Linked DNA regions of Rattus norvegicus: region 1 is linked to region 2. Evidence: chromatin contacts called from public Hi-C data. All regions are on one chromosome and are shown on one strand. The core of a region is the stretch at or near the end of the contact, and the rest is flanking DNA. Distances in the headings are between cores, read along the strand shown.

Evidence for each region. A called contact is a pair of places that touch in the nucleus more often than the background predicts.
Region 1: a Hi-C map of Schwann cells shows a contact between it and region 2, with 6 times the contacts expected there. The contact joins the enhancer-like site here to the promoter of Unc80 in region 2. A contact is called at or near these places in 2 of 12 Hi-C or Micro-C datasets (Schwann cells and frontal cortex).

The regions. Positions count from the first base shown.
Region 1 is chr9:75,604,537-75,608,284 of GRCr8, reverse strand. It overlaps Unc80 (unc-80 homolog, NALCN channel complex subunit), which reads right to left. Exons shown (of 64, transcript XM_063268141.1): 49 at 3,391-3,426; 50 at 2,835-3,053. Among named protein-coding and RNA genes, the nearest start is that of Rpe, 35 kb to the left of the region's middle. Within about 2 kb of position 2,109, at least 2 of the 93 cell types and tissues checked have an H3K27ac peak or open chromatin away from gene starts, as enhancers often do. A contact at or near this core is called in Schwann cells, where this site is marked.
Region 2 is chr9:75,460,347-75,464,009 of GRCr8, reverse strand. It overlaps Unc80 (unc-80 homolog, NALCN channel complex subunit), which reads right to left and starts at 2,392. Exons shown (of 64, transcript XM_063268141.1): 1 at 2,259-2,392; 2 at 1,273-1,321. The coding sequence starts at 2,350.

The DNA of each region.
Region 1 (3,748 bases), core at 860-3,359, 140 kb before region 2:
CAGCCAAGTTTTCTCTGATTGGGTACTATTCACTCTTAAACTTGTAAATATGACTCACAACTCCAAAATTTATGATTAGTTTGACTTAACACACACACACACACACACACACACACACACACACACACACACTGAAATGACAAGAAACGTTAATATACGTAGGCACCGGTCACTGTATTTGGATCTGTCCCCCTCGCAGTGTAACACAGAACCTCTGTATTCAGTCAAAGAAGTATACACTTGTGTTTCCTCAAAAGCTTGTTGTTTGGTCCCCTACATTAATAGGGGACATTCGGTTATATAGTATCTGAGTAACCCACTCCTCTCTCACTATCCTGGCTCCAGAAAGCTGGCTTGTGACAAATCACATATGACATAAATAATATCTACACGGCCACCCAGAGCTGGCCCTTATCCATTAGAAAGGAATTGTGGATGACCCTGTTCATTGTATCACTCTCTTTCTTTTCAACAAATAGCAACTGGGAGACATTGCTTGTCCTTTGTTTTACTTATTTGCTCGTTTGTAGTAAGACTAGGGTCTCCCTGTATAGCCAAGATTATCCCGGAACTGTGAAGACAAAACTAGCCTTGAACTTTGATCCTTCTGTTTCTTAACTCACTGATCACTGGGGTTAACACCATGGACAGCATTATTTTTAATAATTATTATTTCACCAAACAATGACTTTTCTATTCTATTAATGTTATGGTTTTATAGCATATAATATTTTGCTAATTACTTTAAGACTCCAGAAAGTCAGGCTGGAGAGATGACTCAGCGGTTAAAAGCACTGACTGCTCTTCCAGAGGTCCTGAGTTCAAATCCCAGCAATCACATGGTGGCTCACAACCATCTGTAATGAGATCTGATGTCCTCTTCTGGTGTGTCTGAAGACAGCTACAGTGTACTTATATATAATGAATAAATAAATCTTTAAAAAAAAAAGACTCCAGAAGGTCAATATCAAATTTATGGTTCACAAATAAATCTAATATGATTTCATATTAATTTTTGTGTCAATCTCATCACAAACAAAAATATTTACAGGTGGCACTACCTTTTTCCAATTTCTACTTAGTGTATTCTATCTCTTTGTATCATGTAGTTTAAATGTTGCCTGGAAATAATAAACAGTTATTATACAAGTGATTTTAGTACTTGCAACAGTTTTATTTTCTTTTTGTCTTTTGGAATGGACTATGATAACTTTGAAAATTAGGGATTTATTTTAAAGCCCTAATATCTAATATAATGTAGTTAACTTTCATTAGTGTTAATGTCTATTGTACCTTAAATCTACACTAAGTCCCAAGTAGTAACTTAGGGCTTGTTTAACTTTAGTGTTAGCCTCTAGAGGGCGCTCAAGGCCTCTCTAATCTTAGTTTTCCTTCCCTTACATATCCAAAGACTTATAGAACAGTCCTACAATCCCTAGACACATATAGACATGCACACAAATACACTCACACACAGACACTGATACATAGATATATACAGACGTACACACAGAATTAGACAATCATACATAAAAATACACATGGATACACACACAGACACACATACACACACACAGATACAGACATACACAAACACTGATACATACAGAGAAACAAAACACATGTAGACACACATAGACATGAATACTACGCAGACACATATGCACATGCATACTGATACAGACACACACCGACATACATACAAAGACACACACATAGAGACAGACACAAACACTCACATACAGACACACAGGACACACACATATAGAGACACCTAAACACACACACACACACTCAGATGAACACAGACACATGGAGAGACAGACACATATACACATGTACAGACATACACAGACACATACACATATAGACACACATGCAGAAACAGACACATAGACACACATATATAGACACACAGACACATGCAGAGATAGACACAGACAGACAGACAGACAGACAGCCACAAAATGCCTGTTTCTGAATGCAATGTTTGTCTATTCACAGAATTACTCAGGTGAATTAGAGATAGAGTCCTCAGTTGCCAAGGCAACAACAGGTCCTTGAACCACTGCAGTCTTCTGTGTAGGAGCTGCAGTCATCAGTGTGAAATAACCTCTTCCCCACCACTGCACAGTAGGGAGGGCTGGAGCTCTCCAGCATGGATGGGTGTGTACCCACACCTCAGGAAAGGCAAGAGGTTGACAGGGAAAGAGCTTATGTTGAGGTCATGCTTCTGCCCTCCTCTGTAACTTCACCCAACACTTACTAAATTCCTTTCAGAAGATCAATTTAAGAAAAAAAAAACAAAAAAACAAAGCAGTTACTGTTCAGGAAATTGGTATGTTCTGGCAAATTACAATGTGGTGCCTGGAGGGCTTGGGGAGAACTATACATTTAGTGTTGTAGATGGATTAAACATTCAAAGTCAGTCTTTTGTTAACCATGAACTTTTACTTTGAAGGAATTCTTATGATCCTTTAAAAACTGCTAGAAATAAGCTAGTGGGTACTCTGGGATCACATTTTAAAATCTATCGAACAGTAAATTATAAACTGAATTCCCATTTTAAAATCATTGCCAATTTCTGAGATCCCTTTAATAGATAAAATGTTTACCAGAAGGATCTAAATGGTATGTACCCAAGTCACAGGAAAAAAATTATTCTAAATATCTCATTCCTTTTCTTGGACGAAGCCTTCCCACTCCCTCCCCAAAACCCCAGCCACCCACACCCCCCCCCCCACACACACCTCAGTCCAGCACACAGGCACAGGCACAGGCTTAGGCTCTGAGCATCACACTCCCAGGCAGAGGTGGAACATGTGTATGGGTACCTCATGTGGGACTTCACATCCAACAGCTCCAGGGCAGTGACCCGTGGTTCCCCAGCAAGGTTTTGAAGGATCTTCAGCCTTGGCCCACAATGCTTATAGAACTCTGTGCAAATGTTCAGCAGAGATTCCCGGGGTCTTCTGAATTCTTCTCGACTAATTCGTTCATCTAATTCTTCTCTGGGAAGGCCTTGCCCTTCCTCTAGTAAATGGAGGTTTTCCCTATGGAATTATGAATAGTTAACCAGGACTCAGAAAACATGGGCACTTGGTCACTATGAATGAAGGGTGTGCAGGGTGTCACATGACAGAGAAATATGCTTCCCACTGAGTTAAGGAATTGGTAGGCAGAGCTCCGCAGAAGCTCCTTTGGGGGATGAAGAAAATTTATCATTTCAGACACACTGCGGTGACTTTCCCAGAGCAGTTTCCTGAGGATTTACATGGAAACAGTAGTGTCATGCATCCGATGTAGGAGTTGAATGGAATCGGTACCCAGGTCTAAAGAAATCATCTCAGTGTCAGAAGGGGTGTGAAGAGGGAGCTAGTCCTTTTGTACCTGATAAAGTGCAGCTTGGCTCCTTGCTCTGGGTACCTGTGAATCAGAACAGCAACTGGCATAAGCTTCAGGGGAAGAAGGGGACTCATTGCCAGAGTTTCCTAGAGTTTTCATATCATCTTCTTTAGGGACACCCTTTGATACATGTACACACACATACTAACCCTCACAAGTACTATCTTCTTTCATTGGGTCACCGCTAATACAGCAATTATAGCTCCTATAAAACTTGTTTCATTGTCCTATGAGGAGCATAAAGAAGTGTAAGGATTTATATAAACTCATGGAGTATAGCCAAAGGAGGGAATTGGAAAAAAAAAGCCAACTTTGAAATCTGGGCCTTTCTTTTAAACATGAT
Region 2 (3,663 bases), core at 1,143-3,642:
GATATTTTGTGAGCACTTTCAAAACATCAGATATGTCTTTACCAAGAACAGAGAAAAAGTCTTGGCTATTTTAACCTGGAGTGTCAGCGTGATTTAAGGATGGGCTTAAAGTGCTATCGTAATGACTCAGATACAAGAAAGTCCATTGACGATTCTTACGAGAAAGACCTGTTTGAGAGTATCCCTATGACAACTCTATAAAGCCAATGCCTCCAGGTTCCTGTGCATGTGTGCACATGCGCTGACTCTCCGGTTGGTTTGCACCACGGTTTGTGGATCTGATACTTCAGAAGTCCATACTAGAGGATCTTCCATACAGCTACCTACAAATATGCTTGGCAGCATGGAAATGGACAGCTTCACACTTTCCCACTATACTAAACAGGCTCTAAAGCCATCTGTGGATCTGTTAAAATCCATTTCCCTTTTCCTTCGTGATTTCGTGTCTTATTTTCTGAGTTCGCAAAATAGATCTTGGAAGTCTATGGGATTCCTTTACAACCTCAGAACAAGTTCATGTCATTCTGTAGAAATATTAACAGCATATTTTCGTGATGATTTTAGATCACTCACTTTCAGACCTGCAGAATGTATGCAAGACATAAGAGTACAGAATTGCTCATTGAGTTATTTAAGTACTCCACAGTCATTCATTGAATGAATAACCCACATGGGATAGTCTCTATTTTGTTGAATAACTATTTTGATTTTTAATCTTCCCTAAAATGCCCTCCTGGGCCTAGTTCTTCTCTCTCCACCTTCTCACTTACTGCCTTGTCGATCACTCCATTATGATGGCTTATTCACACTTGAATCACAGTTATTCTCACTTGCTGCTAAGGTCCTTTGTGGTTCTCTTGGCTCTCCTCTCTAGATGGGATATGTTCCTTCATACCTTGTGTCTTTGTCCAAGCATCAGGTTAACAATTAAGCCTTATTCACTCACTGCCTATAAAATAACTCCCCTCCCACAGCCCTGATGGTAAACTTTGTTACTTTTCTCCACGGTGTTTCTCACCATCTATCTTAAGTATTTTATGTACATATTCGTCTGTGATCTTTCTGCCTCGTGGTAGCATGTAAACTCTGTGCTCTGTTTATGTCTTTTCCCTACCCCAACAGTATAGAACTCTGTCTGGTACATGGTAAATGCTCACTGATATTTGTCAATTGAATTTACTTGTGGAGTTAATATGATTCAGTCTTTCCTTGGGGTAAATTATCACACAGAGAGAATATGGAAATAATCATTAAATGTTGAGGATCACGTACCACACAAGAGGCTTCATATTGCTTCCCCAGTTTAGGCCTCAAAAATGCACTGAAAAATTAGTAAAGGTTTTTGTTATAAACATGAGCAAAACTATTTTTAAGGCATCTCTATGGTATATATTTTTTTCAATGAATAGGGCATGGTGCTAAGAAACTCAGAATTCATGCTTCCGTACAGCTTGCTGATGAGCAGATGTTGGATAGCTGACAAGATTTGCCTTTACACATTAATTACATACACGAGAAAGATTTGGATTTTCATAATTCCCCATGCCACTCGTTTTTTGAAGACTTTTACTTAATTGGATTCCAAATCACCCATGGTCAGAAGCGGTGCATTTCCCCGTGCATGCGGTTATCTCTAAAATTGAAAAAAAATTGAGCTCGGATGTGGATCATAATTCCCAGCATCTTATTTTTTTAAATGTACTCAATTTCTAAAATAACAAGGAAGTCCTTTGCTGTTTATTGACAGGGGTGTCAGGCCTGGCCAGGTGAAAGAAATCTATCAAAAATCATTTTGCCCAGAGGCTTCAATCCTGAAGACGGGGCTGGCTGAATCCAAGCAAACATGGTTAACAAGTGGGCATAGCAGACATACCAAACACGCTAGAGCTAGAAAACAACAGGTCACCAGGCAGGGATTACAGCAGGAGATGGAGGGGGAATTGGAGGCGCAAGCGGAACCAGTCCCAATTACCTTCCTAGCTCCCCGCCCCCTCTGCCCAGGCTATCTGCCCTCCCACCCCTACCCCCTCAATAATGTATATATTTATTAGAAAACTGCCAATCTGCTTGTTGTCAAACTTCAGTGAGATCTATCTATATTTTTCATGCGTGCTTTTAAGTGGGTGCAGAGGGCTGTCTTTCCACCCCAGAGACGTTGCTAGCTGCAGGCTGCGGCGCGGCCTCAGTGGCAGGGTTGGTTGCGGTGGCGACGACCCGGCGACCCCCCGGAGCGCCACCCCCTGCCCGGCGCCCCTCACCTGGTTTGCCGCCACAGGAAGGTCTGGATAGGCAGAGGGATGCCGCGGCCGCCGTCCTGCTCCTGGCCCTCGGAGCTCTTCCTCTTCACCATGATGGTGGCTCCGGGGAGTCCTACCGCAGAACCCAGCACGGGTTCCTCGCCGGCCGCCGCCGCCGCCTCCTCGTCGCGCTGCTCCCCCCAGCTCTCATCCCCTCCTTCCCTGAGGCAGAGGCGGCTCTCCTCGCCGCCGGCCCCCGGCTCTCGCCCCTTCCCCCAGCCCTCCCCGCGCGCGGAACATGGCTGATGGAGGAGGGGAGGGCCGGAGGAGCGGCGCGGCGCGGAGGGGGGCGCTCGGAGCAGCCGGCCGGCCCGCCGCCCCCGCGCCCTGCTTTCAGCACCTCCCACTGTGGACAGCGGCCCGCGCCGGGCAGCCCAGCCGCGGAACAGAGCCGGGGGCCGGGGCTGCAGCTGCGGGGTGGCCGCGGGAGTCCACGCTCCGCATGGCACGGGCACGCCGGTCCCCCACGCGGCCTCTTCGGCACCCAGGGTTCTGTTTGCTCCTCTCGGAGTGCACCCCAGCAATGTCCCCTGTCCTGCTTCCCAACCTCTGCGTCCGAAGGACTGTCGACCTCTGGGGAGGAGGAGCTTTGGAGAGCCGCAGAGCAGTCACTAACTCTGGCATCATTCGCACCTCTTGCAAAGAGGTCAGCAGTCCATCTCGGGTTTAGCAGGAAGAAGGCAGGGGGGAAATCGCTAGAAAATGAAATTAGGGCAGGAGGCAGGCTTGGTAAGTGGGAGGAAACACAAGTTTTCCTATGTGAGAATTTGTTTTATACTCATAGCTGCGAAGAAGTCTACCCGGCTTGATTTACCAAAGCAGGGTGGGACAAAATACCCAGATGTGGGTTTCAGCTAGATGGAAATTGAATCACGTGAAGCCTGGTTTATTACAGGTTGTTAAATGCACTTTGGTGATCTTGATCACGCTGGTGGTAGCTGCCATTTTCCTTCCGTGTATCAAAGGTCCACACAATTTATAGCTGTGTTCCTTTAACAAGTATTATCTAACACTGAGGCAAGTGGAGGTGAGGTGAGGTTGGATGACAAGCCCGACTACAAAACCAATGTTATAGATTTATCTACTTGCAAACAATCAAAACAAAACAAACAACATAAAACAACAACAACACAACATAGCCAATGTTATTTGAACAGAGATGAGTGTACGACTTGAAAGGACCAGTCAGATCTTAGGTCTTAAGATCTTAAGAGTTAGGACATGACATTCTCTGTTAACAACATCCATAACCCATATGAAGAAAAATTTATGATACATAGTGATCTTAAAGACCCAGAAATAAACTTTTTGTTTTCTTACTGGAGATCTCTTTTAATCAGGATTTACAGATAAGTATTTTACTTTG